Regions from separate parts of the Mus musculus genome. Here all the other regions are linked to region 3. Evidence: chromatin contacts called from public Hi-C and promoter capture Hi-C data. All regions are on one chromosome and are shown on one strand. The core of a region is the stretch at or near the end of the contact, and the rest is flanking DNA. Distances in the headings are between cores, read along the strand shown.

The links. A called contact is a pair of places that touch in the nucleus more often than the background predicts. Capture Hi-C pulls out chosen DNA fragments and counts their contacts.
Region 1: a contact with region 3 is called in a Hi-C map of group 2 innate lymphoid cells, with 4 times the contacts expected there. The contact joins the enhancer-like site here to the promoter of Cysltr1 in region 3. A contact is called at or near these places in 3 of 39 promoter capture datasets (liver, macrophages and pre-B cells), 9 of 484 Hi-C or Micro-C datasets (Th1 cells, Th2 cells, embryonic fibroblasts and 4 more), 2 of 115 datasets of contacts at active chromatin or transcription factors (the SCID.adh cell line and a colorectal cancer cell line) and 4 of 9 other capture datasets (adipose tissue, liver, macrophages and 1 more).
Region 2: a promoter capture Hi-C map of adipose tissue shows a contact between it and region 3. The contact joins the promoter of Fndc3c1 here to the promoter of Cysltr1 in region 3. A contact is called at or near these places in 1 of 39 promoter capture datasets (cranial neural crest), 2 of 484 Hi-C or Micro-C datasets (embryonic stem cells and nephron progenitors), 5 of 115 datasets of contacts at active chromatin or transcription factors (acute myeloid leukemia, embryonic stem cells and epiblast stem cells) and 2 of 9 other capture datasets (adipose tissue and pancreatic islet).

What each region holds. Positions count from the first base shown.
Region 1 is chrX:106,703,467-106,706,166 of GRCm38.p6, forward strand. All of the region lies in intron 3 of Gm5127 (predicted gene 5127), which reads left to right. Among named protein-coding and RNA genes, the nearest start is that of Gm24491, 55 kb to the left of the region's middle. Within about 2 kb of position 1,300, at least 21 of the 459 cell types and tissues checked have an H3K27ac peak or open chromatin away from gene starts, as enhancers often do. A contact at or near this core is called in Th1 cells, Th2 cells and group 2 innate lymphoid cells, where this site is marked.
Region 2 is chrX:106,483,798-106,486,497 of GRCm38.p6, forward strand. Fndc3c1 (fibronectin type III domain containing 3C1) reads right to left here and starts at 1,432. Exons shown (of 27, transcript NM_001007580.1): 1 at 1,148-1,432.
Region 3 is chrX:106,602,383-106,605,082 of GRCm38.p6, forward strand. Cysltr1 (cysteinyl leukotriene receptor 1) reads right to left here and starts at 1,297. Exons shown (of 4, transcript NM_021476.5): 1 at 853-1,297. All of the region lies in intron 1 of Gm5127 (predicted gene 5127), which reads left to right.

The DNA of each region.
Region 1 (2,700 bases), core at 50-2,549, 100 kb after region 3:
CTCATAGTAAAAATCTCACAAAAATTAAAAAAAACCCTCTGTATTTCTTAGCATAAATTTATGGAATCACTGAAAAGTCGTGAATTTTAGGGTATTATATCCTTAAGACCCAGACTTGCCCTTGAAGTTCAATTTTATTTTCCTCGCATGTGTGTTTATTTACTTATAGCCTGCCTTCTTTCAAAATGCCAAGCTTTAACTTGTTCAAAACTTCAGGTGGTGTTCCAGCTGACGAACACTGCATTCCTCACATCTACAACAAGAAGTTGCTGCAAAAAAATAGAAGCATCAACTTTTCCACATTACATACACACACACACACACACACACACACACACACACACACACACACTATTAAGAGTGGTGATTCAGACATTTCCTGTGAAATTCGTTTTAGCAAATTCATTGGCAGAGCCATTAGACGAACAGCTTACCCGTGGCTTACAGTGAAATGCAGCCCAGAGAACAAGAAATATAAACAGAAAGTTTGCTCTGATTCTGTTTATCTACATCAACCCCTCCTGGGGTCTATTTGGTGGGATTCTTCATCATCATGTAAGTATAACTTCTATTTGTGAATATGTCTAATTAGAAGCATTAAGCATGTCTATAACTAATCTCAACAAGCAAGTATGTAAGCTTGAATAGAAAGAAAAAACTGTAGCCAAATTACCAGCAGATGTGAACATAGTTTTTGTTTTTGCCTTAAATTGTTGTACCCAGTGTAACTTATTAAGTACCTAACTCTTACTATGTATTATTGTTTGTTAGCAGATGTTTTGTATGCATGTACTTATGCCCATATCCTCTGTTTGTGTTCTTCCTAATAGATTTTGAAGTGATGGAGGGTAGGCTGCTACATCTGTATTAAATATTTCTATCTTTGGTGCGATAATAGAAAATGAAAATGTATAGCTAATCCTACCACCATTGGTAGTAGTTTCCATTTTCAACTCCACTAGTCTGACACCATAAAAGATTAAGTCAGGCTTTACTACTAATAATGATAATAAATAGGCACTTTGTATTTTGTGAGCACCCATAATTAACTTGGCAATGTAAACAGAGCCCATTCATCAACTCCAATTCATGTGATCAGATTTCAGGTTGCTTTAATAAAAAGGCATTTACATTTCTCTTTTAAAATTGTCGATGAAACATAACTGCTATAAAAATGATCATATTTACTGTGATGAGTTTGAGCATGTGCACACATCCACACAGCTCTGACCACACTCACTGTGGCAAGCACATTCAGATTGCTTTTGATAGGAATCAGAGAGCACAGTCCCACCTCTGTGTGGTTGGGTGTTGTTGGGTTTCACATCCTTCTGAGACAACATGACGTGGCACTTGCATGGACTCCCTCATGCAAAGGTCTTTGAAGTGGTACTTCCTGGCTCAGATAAGGAGATATGGTCATGTACAGAATTCTAAACAGATCTTTCTAGACTCAGTTTCCTGCTCTAGCCCTCTTTAAGAATTATTCATGAAAGAGGCCCCTTTCTCGTCAATGGATAAAATATGACGACTAGACTAACATTAGCCCTGCTGTCTATTGATGATGTGGGAGAATCTTAGAGTTCAGTTGTTTTCTCTATTTTCTTTTCTGTTCTTTTATTTTCTCAAGAAGATTTGAATAAGGCTTGTTTAAAAGTGAGCAAGTGGTAAATAGAAAAGGGCAAACATGGAATAGTATATTAGACCTGAGCTGAACATGGTCCTTGGTGATACAAATCCTTTTAAGCAAAATGACAAGGAAAAGATATATTCTTGAGAATATATTCGCCTTATTTCTTTTTCCTCTTTTAGTATTTTATATTGTACCCAGTGCCTTTCTCTTTATTCCACTTGTAAACACCTTGAAACCCATATTATTTAATACATATGTGTCAATCACCTGACATACTCTTTTTCTTCTTTCCACATTTTAAATTTGAGATATAATACAATTACATTATTTCTCCCTTCTTTTCCCTCCCTTCAAACCCTTCCATAGGCCCCTTATCATTCGCTTTCAATTTTGTAGCCTTTCTTCATTAATTGTTATTGCTTGCATACATCCATATTCCTAAACACAACCTTCCCAGTTTGGATAATATTACTTGTATGCATATTTTCAGAACTGACCATTTGGTGTTGGATAGCCAATTGGTGTGCTCCTCCTTGGGGAAGATTATTTTTTTCTCACTCTCAGCATTCCTTAGTTGCCAGTAGTTCTTTGTAAAATCACCCCAAGGTTTCTTTAATAATGAAGGACTTAAAAGATTGATTTTAAAGGTAGAGAAAGAAGAAATACACCAAGGTTGCCATTTTGAAAAACTCTTGAGTATTGACATTCTAACCTGCACTCCACATTAATAAAAACTATCCAAATGCAAGTTCCTGTTGAATCATAGAAACCAGGATGAAAAGAACAAAAGTTTGGTGGCCAAATGTGTGAGTACCATGCCTATGTTAGAAGCTCCCTTGTTTCTTAGTTGTACATGAGTTTAGTTGAGTTTCTTAGCCTATGAGAAAGAGACTTGGCTTTTTTATCACTAAAATTAAGATCACATTTATAAGACAATGCAAAACATTAAAAGAAACCACCTAGCAGTCTTTCATCCCAGGAACACATGCCATGTTGCTTTGATATATGATTCTAGATATTACTGAGTTTGCTTTGCTACAGTTTCTGTAGGGTAGTTTTTCAGTTAT
Region 2 (2,700 bases), core at 182-2,681, 120 kb before region 3:
AAAAAAAAAAAAAAGAACATTCTCAGGAGACTACCTTTAATTTGCTACCCTTCATGAACATTTTACGTCTTGATGAATGATTAAAATTAACATATATCTCGCTTGTGGAGAAAAACATGAGCACAAGTTTCTGAGAACGAATTTTCCGTTCTTCACAAAACAAAACGCAGGGTAACAAAATATTTACAAAACTAAACCATGAACGCTCCCTGGTATTCCTGTTACGCACTCTATATGACACAGATATTACTTTAAGAATCATATTTCAAGTATATTCATTATGTGGAATGTCAAAGGAGGGGGCAGAGTGCGCCAGAGCCGGGCAAGGCACAGGGAACTTTGGTGCGCAGTACCCAGCCTAGTACCCAGTAGCAAAAGAGCTGTTTTCTCCTTTTTCAGGTGTTTAAGTTTTAAAGAAATGTTTAAATTCCTTAATCCCCTTTAATCTGTCAGAATAATGAGAAAATAATTACGAATTTCTTAAATGAATTTGGCATCAAAATAATTTCCAAACAATTAATTTGTTTGTTAAGTAGACAAAATTCGGGATGAAAAATTTCCAACTGTACCACCGGGAAGGAACCAGACAACGTGCTTCCGAGTATTTCACAAGGCAACTCATTCAAGCAAGCAAGCAAGCAAGCAAGCAAGCAAGCAAGCAAGCAAGAGCAACAATAAGAAGAAAATAAGTAGAAAGTTCAAGAACATTACCAGTTAGTTTTCTTCTAAGTTTTGGAAAAGTTTACATCCACGAAAACAACGATACCCTCAAGGCGCAATACCAAAGTACAGATATAAAACAAAACAAAATACCAACGATTTTTCAACAATCTTTCCACCTTAAGCCATAAATACTTATCCCATAGGTGGCTAAATAAATGATGCCCAGCTCAGGGCAATCCTCTTGTGTACATTCCCCAAGGAATCGAAATTTCTCCCCCTAATAAAGTGAGCACCTAGTTCACTTACCAGTCAATGTATAAACGAAAAAGAAAAAGGAAAAACAAACAAACAAACAAAACAAAACCACAGAACGGAATTAGAAAAGATTTTCTGCAAAGCGTTCACAGAGAGTAAGAGCTCCGAATTCTGCAACTAATTGCACACAGAAAAGTATAGATAGTTGCTACAAAGTCAAGGAGCATACCTAAGCAGATACAAAAATGCTTCTCCAAAAGCCTCGCTCTTCATTCAGGTACTTCTCGATCTGACTCCAGATAGCAAGAGATCCGGCGACAGTGACCGATTCAAGATTAAGAAAAGTAAAAGACCGGGCTGGAAAACAGTCACAAATACAAAGACAAGCAAGTGAAGCTAAGCGAAGAAAGGGAGCTGGCGGGACCTATGGGGCAGGCCACCGGACGCGAGGCACAGGAGAGCAGTAGAAGGTCCATGCGGCACCCAATGGCTGGAGGGGACCGCGCCTTTTACATGGTCTGAATGGAGACGAAAGCCCAGATGTAGGAGGAACTTTCGGTGTCCTCTTGCCCTCCCCCCACTCCCCGATCCCAAACTCAGAAACTCTTCCCTCCAAAAATATCCCCTCACCTCCTCGAGTCGGCCCCAGCAGCGGTGTAACCCTATCCATCAGCATCCCAGCAACAGGCACATCCAGCCCCTGGCCTGTTGGCCCCGCCCCGCCCCGCCCCCTCGCCCCTCGCCGCCCCTCCCTCACCGCCTCGTGCTTCTCTCGCGTTCCATCCGGTCACCACCGCACGGTCCGTGCCCCCTCCGCGCTCACCCGGCCGCCTGCTCACGCCCCCTTGGCGGGGTGGCCAGCTCGCGTCTCCAAAGACGCCAACAGCCGTTGGGGGTGGGGGGTTCGGGGGGTGGAGAAAGAAAGGCACAAAGTTAGGAGCTACAGCAGCAGCTGTTCGGAGCCCAAAGGCTGAGAGGGGAGGGGTGAGAAAGAAAAAGTGACAGGAAAAGAAAAACAAGAGTGGCTGGGGGCCCGCGCCCCCCGCTGTCGACGCAGTGGGGTCACAGGCCCGCGGCCCCAGGAGGGTACCAACAGACTAACCAGGCCACCAGGTCAGGGGAAAAGGGAGGGAGGGGGCGGGGACTGGCCGTGGCTCCTTGACCGCCCCTCTCACCCGGTGCTGACAAAGATCCCATTCTTTCCTATTATCCCTGGTGGGTCTTCTCTGTCTTTTAAGCCCCTGAGCTTTTCCGAAAGCCCTGGACCTCATTGCTATAGTGTGCAAGCAACAAGTTATTTCAGGAACAACTGAGAGTGGTGGATTGAGCACTCCTAGATTTCAATGGCTGAGGTTTTCGGGCACTGAAAGACCTCTGCTTCTGAGGTCTGCTCAGGGCAAAATGAGCCCAAAGTGAGTGCCAGGCTGGGTGCAAGGGAGCTTGTTGGAAGGCATTGCCCCCCTTCCCAACCACAGAAGGAATACCACTCATCAAACTTTACCTACTTGCTCCTCTCTTGCCTTTTTTGCATTGTTTTTGAGGTCTCTCTGAGCCTGAGAACTCACGAGTGACTGCAGTGGTTCTCATTTTTCTTGGCTAAGGACTGTCAGTTGAGAGAGGTTCCCATCCCCAAATCTAGATAGTTCTGAGCCCTACTTTGACTCTGCAGGCGGTCCTTAGCTGGTCCCAGATTTGTCCCATACAGCTGCCATCCTCTGTTGCCAGGCTTTCTGAAAGAGGGTTAAAACTCATCGATGGACATCAAAGGACACTGACTCAGTG
Region 3 (2,700 bases), core at 47-2,546:
TCTATTTGCATACCATTGAAAATAGCTAAGAAGACAAAAAAACGTTCTTGTCCCATGTGGTTGATTAAATTGTATGACTTCTTAGTCTAATGTTAACCTAGTGAGTTTAGCCCTAAGTTACAAAGTAGGTCATAGGTATTTCTACTAGTTGTCTGTAAGTTGATAGGGCTTTCTTTCTGTAGTCTTGAGTCAAATGGCCAGTTTCTAGCAGCGTGGTGTGTTGCAAGGAAATTCCTTAACCTGTCTGAGTCACTTTTCTCTTTACCTAAGAGAGGGGCCTGGGGGAGGGTAGAATGAGAACTATGATGAGAATGAAGGAGTGGGGGAAAGAGGGACATCCTGTCTCAATTATAGGATGCAAAGAAGGTGAAAAGTGTGAAACTTTGAGCAGGATGTAAAGTGAATTAAGTAAGAAGAAAACAAAGCATGAAAGTGCCTCGTGAAAAGTCTAGGTCAGCCCCCAACTGGTTGGTTTACGTGCAGCAGCAGCCGCTGAACACATTCTTTCCACATTTAAATCTGCATTACAGAAGCTCCAGGGTAGCCTTAAGATGGGAGCTTGAGGCCGATTTTGCACTTCTGGCTGAGTCGTAAAGGTGCTGGAGGCTTGAGGAATGCCACCTCAACAGTTTGCCATTTTGAGCGTGCAACAGAGGCAGTGAGCTACACTTGCTGACAGGCTGATTAGACGATCAGAGCTCTGGCCAAGAACCAAAGCCGAAAGAATGCAGATGTTCAGATTAGCAGCTTAATTCAAGGCAGATAAGGCAGGGCAGTTATCCACAATCTCTGAGGCATTTGGTAGAATCTGCCATCAGTTCAACTTTGCTCCAACCAACCCAATTTTCTTACCTGCTGATTCCAAGCTTCACAGTTTAAGGTCCTTTTGCTCCCTGAAGCAAGATCCAAATCTTCAGAAATTCCAACCTGCTAGTCTCCTGGTGAGCTAACCCTGGATGGTGAGCTGCAAATAAGTCTGGATATTCGGGATGGTCCACTCCATTCACAGGGCTCCTGCTCTTTAGGAATGTTTCTTTTCCAGAGGAGAGAGGTCAGGCCATGGCACATTTGCTAGCCAATAGACCTCGACTCTTCTTCCTGTTTCTTAGTACTTCTCAAGCCGCTTCAACCCCGCCAGAGTTTGGCTTCCCTGGTTTAAAGTGGGGGAAGGGAAAGAGCGGAGAGGGAAGAAGAATAGAAACTGGAGACTTGCACGTAATATGCACAAATGAGTGTTTATCTCTGGCTACTGCAATAGAATCCTCAGGAAGTCATGCAGCTGCTCTGAGGTGGGAAGTAAGGAGGAGTGTCTGCTGTTCAGCTTACTTCTCTCTGATTTTTATGACTGGAGGGTGCTTAGGCTATTTGTAGGCGGGGAAAAGATAATCCTACCAGTATATGCTAATATATCTGGCATTATGTGAAACTTGATCTTAAGATATACTTCCTCTTTACCTCTCTCCTTCCATATATCCTCTCTCCTTCACAGGCTGTATGTGTGTGTGTCCCCCTCCTTCATGAAATTTGTGATTCTATAAGAATTTTGAAAAGCATTTTTCTTTTTGATTGTCTCATATCCTAGGAGGAAAAGGACATGCCAATCTAGAGTGTGCTAATTAGAACCTGAGGTGTGATTTGATGTTGAAGACAAATTGATAAGATTTTGAAGTAAACTGGGTGAATGAACTACTTTGAATTTTACTATGAAAGTCCTGTGTTGGGATACACACACACACACACACACACACACACACACACATTGTGTAAACGTAGCCTTATTATTAATAACTAGTTGGAAGGACTTGTAAATGTCCTTATAACAGTGGCTTTCTGGCCAGTTATGGGCTACAAGAAAGAAATTTCTCAAATTTTCCATCTTTAGGCAGCCTAATGACTTTACAGTCACTCTTTATCCTCTTCCACGGAATCCTTGGATGCAGTGGTAATGATGATGCTTGGGAGAAAAGGTCGTCCAAGAACATTTAAAAGGGAAGCAAACATTTGGATTCAAGAGCAGACTTTAATCCTATCTTGGGAATTTTATTGCTATTTTAGCCAGTATTTATTCAATGGAATTGAGTTTATAAGAGATACAGAGTATAAAGTTTTACTTCCCCTCCAGTATGTGTTGTTTTCAAGGAGTTTGAGTTATGGCAGAAGGGGTATTTTTTTTTAGATACTGAAGAAAAGTGCTTTAAGATAGCACCACTTGGGGCTGGTGAGATGGCTCAGTGGGTAAGAGCACCCGACTGCTCTTCCAAAGGTCCAGAGTTCAAATCCCAGCAACCACATGGTGGCTCACAACCATCTGTAATGAGATCTGATGCCCTCTTCTGGTGTGTCTGAAGACAGCTACAGTGTACTTACATATAATAAATAATAAATAAATCTTAAAAAAAAGAAAAGATAGCACCACTGTTGGTGTAGCATCGAGGGGGTGCCCCCCCCCTCTGACTTCTTTATTTCTTTAGTTGTGTCTCTGTTCCTGAGTGATGGGAAGAACAGGCTTTCCATCAGCTCTGACAGGGCTTCACTTTCTATTAGCTGCTCCAATCTTACTGTGTTTTCTGGAACTGACTGCATTCCATTTCTCCTTTCCTTCTCTCGCCATCCTTTCTTCTCCATCCAGTTTCGTTGCAGCTATCGCCTTACATTTTCAGAAGATGTTAACAGGGTAGACTGACACCTCTCTACTGTTAC